Linked DNA regions of Sus scrofa: region 2 is linked to region 1. Evidence: chromatin contacts called from public Hi-C data. All regions are on one chromosome and are shown on one strand. The core of a region is the stretch at or near the end of the contact, and the rest is flanking DNA. Distances in the headings are between cores, read along the strand shown. Region 1 has its middle 260 kb from the start of NDFIP2. Region 2 overlaps LOC110255835 (a long non-coding RNA gene).

What was found. A called contact is a pair of places that touch in the nucleus more often than the background predicts.
Region 2: a contact with region 1 is called in a Hi-C map of embryonic fibroblasts, with 1.9 times the contacts expected there. The contact joins two enhancer-like sites. A contact is called at or near these places in 3 of 47 Hi-C or Micro-C datasets (embryonic fibroblasts and liver).

What each region holds. Positions count from the first base shown.
Region 1 is chr11:51,749,666-51,753,530 of Sscrofa11.1, forward strand. No RefSeq gene overlaps it. Among named protein-coding and RNA genes, the nearest start is that of NDFIP2, 260 kb to the left of the region's middle. Within about 2 kb of position 1,671, at least 10 of the 83 cell types and tissues checked have an H3K27ac peak or open chromatin away from gene starts, as enhancers often do. A contact at or near this core is called in embryonic fibroblasts, where this site is marked.
Region 2 is chr11:52,599,275-52,603,139 of Sscrofa11.1, forward strand. The region is part of intron 2 of LOC110255835 (a long non-coding RNA gene); the gene reads right to left. Among named protein-coding and RNA genes, the nearest start is that of SPRY2, 440 kb to the left of the region's middle. Within about 2 kb of position 2,272, at least 4 of the 83 cell types and tissues checked have an H3K27ac peak or open chromatin away from gene starts, as enhancers often do. A contact at or near this core is called in embryonic fibroblasts, where this site is marked.

The sequences.
Region 1 (3,865 bases), core at 421-2,920:
CGGAGCTGCAGCAGAGGCCTTTGTCACAATGACAGCAACAGCAGATCCTTAATCCACTGAGTAAGTCCAAGGATTGAAGCAGCATCCTCACAGAGATAATAGGTCCTTAACCTGCTGAGCCACAATGGGAACTCTATAACGTTGCTGCATTTAATTCTATTGGACTAATGATTCCGATTTCCCATCCTGTTTAACAATCATTCTAGTATTTTTCAAAGAGTAAGTGGTTTAGGTATAGGGCTCTTAGTTGAATCCTACAACATATAATATTTTAAATAAAATTGACCTGATTTTCAGACAAGATCAGGCATGTTCAGGGTGGTATGGCCGTAGACAAATTTGACCTGATTTTCAGAGTGTTGTTTGGAGTCTTTGTAAGTTAAACTTTTATTTTTGGTAAAAAATTTTTTTTCTAGTAGTTGTTTGGGGGATTCAGGGATGAAGGAAACCACAGCATGAAAATAAGACCATGTAGCATCCAATCAAGACAGGTTTGGACCATATTTTATGACAATTTCTAGAACCAGCCAAGAGCTTCTATAACAACTTTTTTTGAGCTGCACATTATGTGATTTCTGAAACTGTAGTAATTTCTACATATTTGTTCTTTTGTTACCCTTGCCTATTCTTTGTTGTTTATACTGTTATTTTGGAGGAAGTGGGAGCTTGTAACACTGTCTTCTACCTCGGAGTTTACCTTGCAGACTGTTGACTTGGGTAAATGGAGGTATCTGTGAGGAAGGAAGGAAAAGTACCTGATGCTTGAAGGACCCTGGCAATAAAGTAGGGGCTCCAGGAGCAAAGGAGACGCTTATCTCAAAGGCCTTTACGCACTGAGGCCTGAAAGCCATGCCTCAGTCCTGGCAACCGTTGGGTTGCAGTCAGACCAGGGCAGAGGTAAATTGTAGGTTATTTGGGGGCAATTTTTCAGAGTTGAAAATTTTCCAAACCACTCAAAGATATACTGTGTGAGCACCAAGCTGATGCCTCCTATCAGTCTTAGCCTCACTCAGATTCAGTGATATATACATATATAAAAGAATTCAGCAGTTCCCTGGTGGCCTAATGGTTAAGGACACAGCATTGTCCCTGCTGCGGCTGGGCTTACTATATGGCCCAGGTTCAATCTCTGGTCCAGGACCTTCTGCATGTTGCTGGCATGGCCAAAAACCAACCAAACAAAAAAGAATTCACTCCACCTTAGCATTAATTGACTTAAAAAGTGTAACTTTACTCACACATAAAAATCTCCCCCATCCCAAATGACCCACTTTGAAAAGGAGAGAATTAGTATCCATGCTAGACACAGCTCCTCTCATTTTAATCCTTACTGTCATCTGTCATGATCAGTATTTTATCCCCATTTTCTAGGTGATGGTATGAGAGGCAGAGACCAGCTTGGCTGTTTTCCTAAGGTGACACAGGTAGTACGCAAGTCCTTTGAACTCAAGCGACATATAGACCTTTCAATTAAATTTTCCTTCTCTTCCACCCCGTTGTCTGGAGAACATCTAAAATTGCATTAAATACTACAAAGAAGTGGACTTCATTCTGAGATGTTAGATTTCAGAGAGGCCTTTTCAAAATGTTCCAAAGATGCCAGTTCCTGTGAGAAACTGTGTGACAATTAAGACCTTCACCTTCGGGTGGCAGCTGAGGAATGTATTAGAAACAGGACCCAAAGTGGTGTTACGTCACTTCTATAAAAAACACAGGAAGGAGAGGAGGAAAGAGTGGGCAGTGAGAGAAACCAAAAAAAAACCTGAGTTGCTCTGGGTTCGCAGGCACATTGGGATCTGAAGAATGTGAGGTCTGCGTGGGATATCAAAGCACTGTGCTCATAGGCTCCTAATTGGTCTTCCTTCTGCCCTGTGCGCCCTGCAGTCTATTTCTGGCCGCTGCCTTCCTTGTTCTGTTAAGTCAATTATGTCATTTCTCATGCAGACTCTGCAACAGCTTCGCCCTCTAAATTGGAGTAAAAGACAAAATCCTCCTTGCCACCCTCTTCCCATTTCTTTTTTCTTTTCTTTCTTTTCTTTTTTCTTTTTCCTTTGGTTTTTAGGGCCACACCTGTGGCATATGGAAGTTGCCAGGCTAGGGGTCCAATCAGAGCTACAGCTGCCAGCCTACACCACAGCCACAGCAATTCAAGATCCCAGCCGCATCTGCAACCTACTTGACACCATAGCTCATGGCAATGCTGGATTCCTGACCTACTGAGTGAGGCCAGGGATCGAACCCACATCCTCATGGATCCTAGTTGGATTTGTTTCTGCTGCGCCACAATGGGAGCTCCTCCCCTCCTGTTTCTTTCACTGCATTTCTTCTCCCACTCCTCACCCCAGTGCTCAGGGTACTCCAGCCACACTCACCTCACTACTCCTGAGAAGTACCAGGCACACTTCCCCCTCACTGCCAGTGCATGTGCTCTTCCCTCTACCTGGAAAACTCTCCCCCCCAACCCCATGGACCCCCCCCATTCCTCAGAGTCCATGCTTTCATCCCTTTTATGTCTCCTTCTGTGGCCACGCAATGTAAAATGTCCCCTACAGTCAACCTTCATCTCCTCCTTACCTTTTTTTCTTTTATTTCTTCCTCCCTCCCTTCCTCCTTTCCTTCCTTCCTTCCTCCCTCTCTTCCTTCCCTCCCTCCTTCCCTCCTTCCCTCCTTACTTCCTTTCATGGCCACACCCATGGCATATAGAAGTTCCCTGGCCAGGGATTGCATCTGAGCTGCAGCTACAACCTATACCACAGCTGAGGCCACGTGGGATCCTTTAACCCACTGAGCCAGGCTGGGGATTGAACGTCTGTCCTCCGCAGTGACTTGAGCCACTGCAGACGGATTCTTAACCCACTGTGCCACAGCAGGAACTCCCCCCTTCTTTACGTTTATTCACTTCTTAGTGGCCTTATCATGACAAACAATATATTTTACTTTCCTTTTTAATTTGTTCCCTGTCTTCCCCTGTAGAAATCTAGCTTTTTGAGAATTGAGTTTTTGTTGGTACCGCTGCCTGCTGTATCCTTGGCTTCTGGAGTAGGACCTGGCACAAAGTAAATGCCTAAAAAAAGTTTGTTAATTATTAAAATGGTAGTTGCCTAATATGTGGTAGATTGGTTGCAAAAGTGGCCCCAAGTAATGACCTCCCTATATCTATGCCCTTTGCATCTTTGTGTCACACAAAGATTTGGGATTTGGGGTTTACTTCTCAACCCTTTGAATTTCAGCTGTATTTGCTTTGGCCAATAGATTGAGATATATATGACATTGGCCCAGTTCCTAGTCTAGTCCTCAAGAGGCCATGTATTTCCCTGAAATTCTCTGGAAACTCTGCTTCACTATGATGACAAGACAAGGCAAGTCAGGAGGATGAGAAAAAGGTAAAAGAAATGAGTTATTCTAGCTGAGACCATCCCGGACAGCCCAGCCCCAGGTGAACCACCACTGCCACAAATGCATAACCAAGCCTGGCTAAGATCAGCTAAGCTTGACGTAAAATAGCTAAACTGCAGTCAACCCATAAAAAAAAAAAGATTATTATATACCACTGAGAATGTGCGGTAGCTTGTTACACACCATTCTTGTAATAGCAGCTAGTTGATATATAAGATCACTCAGCTAGTGAATAGCAAGGGTTTGAATCCACATTCTCTCTCCAGAGTCCATACTCTTAACCACAACATAAATCCTACCCCTAGAGCATTCACATTGTGGTAGAAAAAAAAAACCTAATCAAATGAAATATATTGTGACAACTGACATAATACAAGCATTATTTGGTAGTACCAAGAGAAGAAAGGAATTGCTTTGTCTGGAGGGGAGAAGGCAAAAAACAGTAGATGATCAAAGAGACTGTCTTAGA
Region 2 (3,865 bases), core at 1,022-3,521, 850 kb after region 1:
CATTGGATACAGGATTGCTCACAAAAATCTCCAATCCTACAGAATGAGCAGAGGAAAAAAAAGTAAATACTTCTTAGGCTGAAAGGCATGAGATCCTTTCTAACTTATTTAACTCCCTCTAAGGCACACAGATGTTTTTCTCCCACAGGGAGAAAGAGAAGGAAAATGAAATTGAAGAGATAATAGTATGTCTTGTCAGCAGTTCCGGAGAACTGCCAAAGAGATTCGCTATTAGCAAAGAGGGCTCAGAGATAATGCAGTGCAACAGCAGCATCTTCACACAGGAAGCAGAAGGCTGGTCTTTAGAAAAAAATCAATTCTCTGCTATTTGCAATATATATAGTTATAGGCAGAGCAAAGAGAGAGAGCGAGCGAGTTCAGTTGTTATATGACCTTGAGAGAGAGCTATATGCTTGGCTAAAGTGGTATTTCTGTATATTTGCTTCTCTAAGTAAAGTTTAAAAGTTACCATGTTATAAAAGGTTGGAAAACATAGGCAGTTGTAATTCTGAGGAGAAAATGGTAGAGCAGTATGACAGCCTTTTGCAAAATGTCCCTGCTTTCCCATTTTTCTTCTTCCATCTCTCTATTTTTCATAATCTCTTTTTTCTTCTTTCTCTCTATTTCTTGCTTTCTCTTTTTCTATCCTCTAAGTTGTCTGTCCTTTAGTGTATGTATGTGTATGTGTGTATATATGAATATATTTATTTTAACCAGCAATGCAACTTTTTCCAAGGTCATAGCTACCAGCATCTGGTATTCTTCATAAAAGTGGGATCAGTAAAAAATATTTGCATGGAAAGGAAGAGCAGCGATTCCCCAGGCTCTGTGCAACAGCTGACGCTTCTTCCACCTGGTGTTGAGCAAGATCCCTAGGGGGCAATGACAGGAAAGAGACCCGCAGTGCAAACTCCTAGATGCTTTAAGATCTGTCACTTTAGGGCCAAGCCTTCTCACACCTGGGTGATGAATGGACTTTCCATTTACAATTAGATAAGAAAGAAACTTTGTCATGTATTATTTTCAGGAGGAGAAGTTGGGGGGATGTTTTAATAGCTGGAAAAGAGGATAAATTAGTTTCAGAATGGGCCGTTGCACCTGACATTGCTGTGTTTTCAGATTAAAATGAGGTTTATTTTTGCCAAGGAGCAGTACTCCTAGAGTCTCACTTTGTTTAGTATTTTTTTAAAATTTAATATCACATTATAGGTATTAAAAGTACATTTCACTTTGCTAAAAAAGTACATTTCACTTTGCATATTAATGACTAATAAGACATTTTAAAGAACCTCCCTCTTCTGTGTTTCTAGAGAAGAGATTTATGTGAAGTAGGTATCTGTCTGGATTTAGATACAGGACAGGCTTGATCTGTTGTGTTTACCCAACACAATGAACAGAGATGCTTACTGGGACATGAGCAACTGAAATAGCAAATACGATTAGATCAGAATGAGAGAAAGTCTCCAGATTGAAAAATAAATCAGTATCATATGGTATTGGGTGACTTATTCTTAAAATTATACTTACAATGCTATGATTTGTTTGCGGGCCCTATTTATCCACCATGTAACTATACTACCCATTTATTTCTTTGTGTGTGTGTGTTCTGATCCCTGAGAGAGGTTTTAGGATTGTCACCAATACATATATTTATACACACACACACACACACACATATGTATGTGGCTGTTTTGTGCATATGCATTTGCCTTAGAAATTAGGTCTAACTAAGATTTCCACTAATCATGAGTAAAATAGAAAGTACTTAAGTCATTTGTATAGACTTAATTTTCAGGCCATTCCCATTACATTATAGAGAACAACAGAAGAAAGAAAGAGATTTTTCATAGAACTAAGCAGAATAAGGCTCTCTACTTGGAAATACACAGGGAGTCTTTTCAGTTTGAGGCCACAAAACCAGTGCAGAAGAAAGGCTACGGTTGAGGGGAAGGGTCAATGGCAATGCGTGCCAGCAGCGTCAACATGGAGAAAGAGTTTGTATGAAAACATCCAATACGGCTGCTGTCACAATGACCTGAGATGAAACCAGTGATGATAATGCAAAGAACCAGAGATAGGAGGGGTCACTTGTGTGAGGCAGCAAGAAAAAGCCAGCTCTGACTCCTCACTCGTGATTGTCTCGTGTTATAAATCCCCAGGTTTTCAACCTCCTTTTGTGAGACACTCTTTATGCATGAAAAGAAGTCTCTCTATCGTAATAACCTGAGTAACATCATCGTCTTAATTGGCTGGTGCATCTTGTCTTGAGCCTCAGTGCTGAATTTCTATCACTGTCATAAGCAACAGTCTGGGATGAAGACAAAATGCCATTTGAGATGCTGTATTTTTCAACCGGTATTTTGGATGTGGAATATACTTTTTAAAAGTAGTGGATATTTTAAATATTTTTAGGGACCGATACATACATGTTTACCACAAGAAGGGAGAGGAGACTTGTTCTTCAGTCAATGACATACGTGGTCAAGGCTTAATAGTACTCAGGAATGAGTTATGTGACTCACCGGTTATATGACTCACTGGTAGCATAACCTTGAGAAATTACTTTGTCTTACAAGCCTTCGTTTCCATACCTTTCTTGTTTCCTATCTAGTGGGGTTTTATTGTGAAAATTCAAATAAATAATATGAGTGGCCCTTAAATCTACGGTAGGATTGGCTGTTTTTATACAATCTATCCTTTTATTAAAGTTCTAAAATCATTATTTCTGGTTCCATCCAAGAGGATTTAGATAATGGGGATGCCAGAAAGACTTCATTAGAGTATCACTGCTCTGAATTCCTGTTATAACCCTAAGGACATTGATTATAGGAAAATCTACTTTACCCCATTTATTTGAGGAATAAGTAAACATCTATTGTGTTCTAGGAATATTATTTCCAAGCAATGATTGGATAAAGGCAGATTGATTTTTGCTTTTGTTTTATGATCATTATTCCATTTGGGTAGAAGCTATAAAGAACATCATTAGCAAAAAACAACCAACCTGTTTTTCAGATGAGTCTAAGCGCATCAAAAATATAGTTCGGCAAATGAATATATGATTGTACAGATTAGATCTTGCCAACAATTGTAAGTGCTCACAGGGGTTAGTAAGTTGGCCCTGTCTCTGTTATAGCTTATAGAGTTCTCTGGACTGGCAACAGCCTCCTGTAGTCAATTATACATTCACGATTAAGAATGAAAATTACAATTCTTTTCTAAAACAGAGACCACAGCATACCTAGAAAATAAACTATAGAGCCCAAATGAGGTTCACTGTTTTAATGAATGCTAGCAAAGTGCTATGAGTAGGAAATTCAAATTGATTAGATATGTGCTAAAAATGTTTCTAGCAAAAAAGAAAAAAAGTTTGCTAGAAACTACCATACCTTTCATTTCAGAGTGAGTGACTTACTGCGCTATGTTGTAAATTATACGTGCCTCTCTTTGTCATTTATAGCATGAATTATTCTACTTGAGTTCAGAAATGAATGGAGGCTAACTGGATACATAATTGCTATTGCTTCAAAAAATACTATTCAATAAAGTTTTGTGAATTATATTTAAATGAGTCAGTCAGTTTGGGAGTGAAGTTCCTATGCATTTGTAAAATTAAACTATGCATGAACAGTTGAAAATTGTATGCGCTTTTATTAAACGGCTCAACTGTTGAGGTAACCTCCCAATAACTGTCTCATACCCCTTCTCCAAGGAAACCCATCATTTAAGAAAGCCTAGAAAGAGAGGGATAGCCTCTGGGTAGCTCTGTATAGGAGTAGAATTAATTCTGCCAAATGAAATTAGGTAAGGAATTCCTAAAACAAGGCTCACCATAGAGGCTGCCTCTCTTTTGTTTTTATAATTT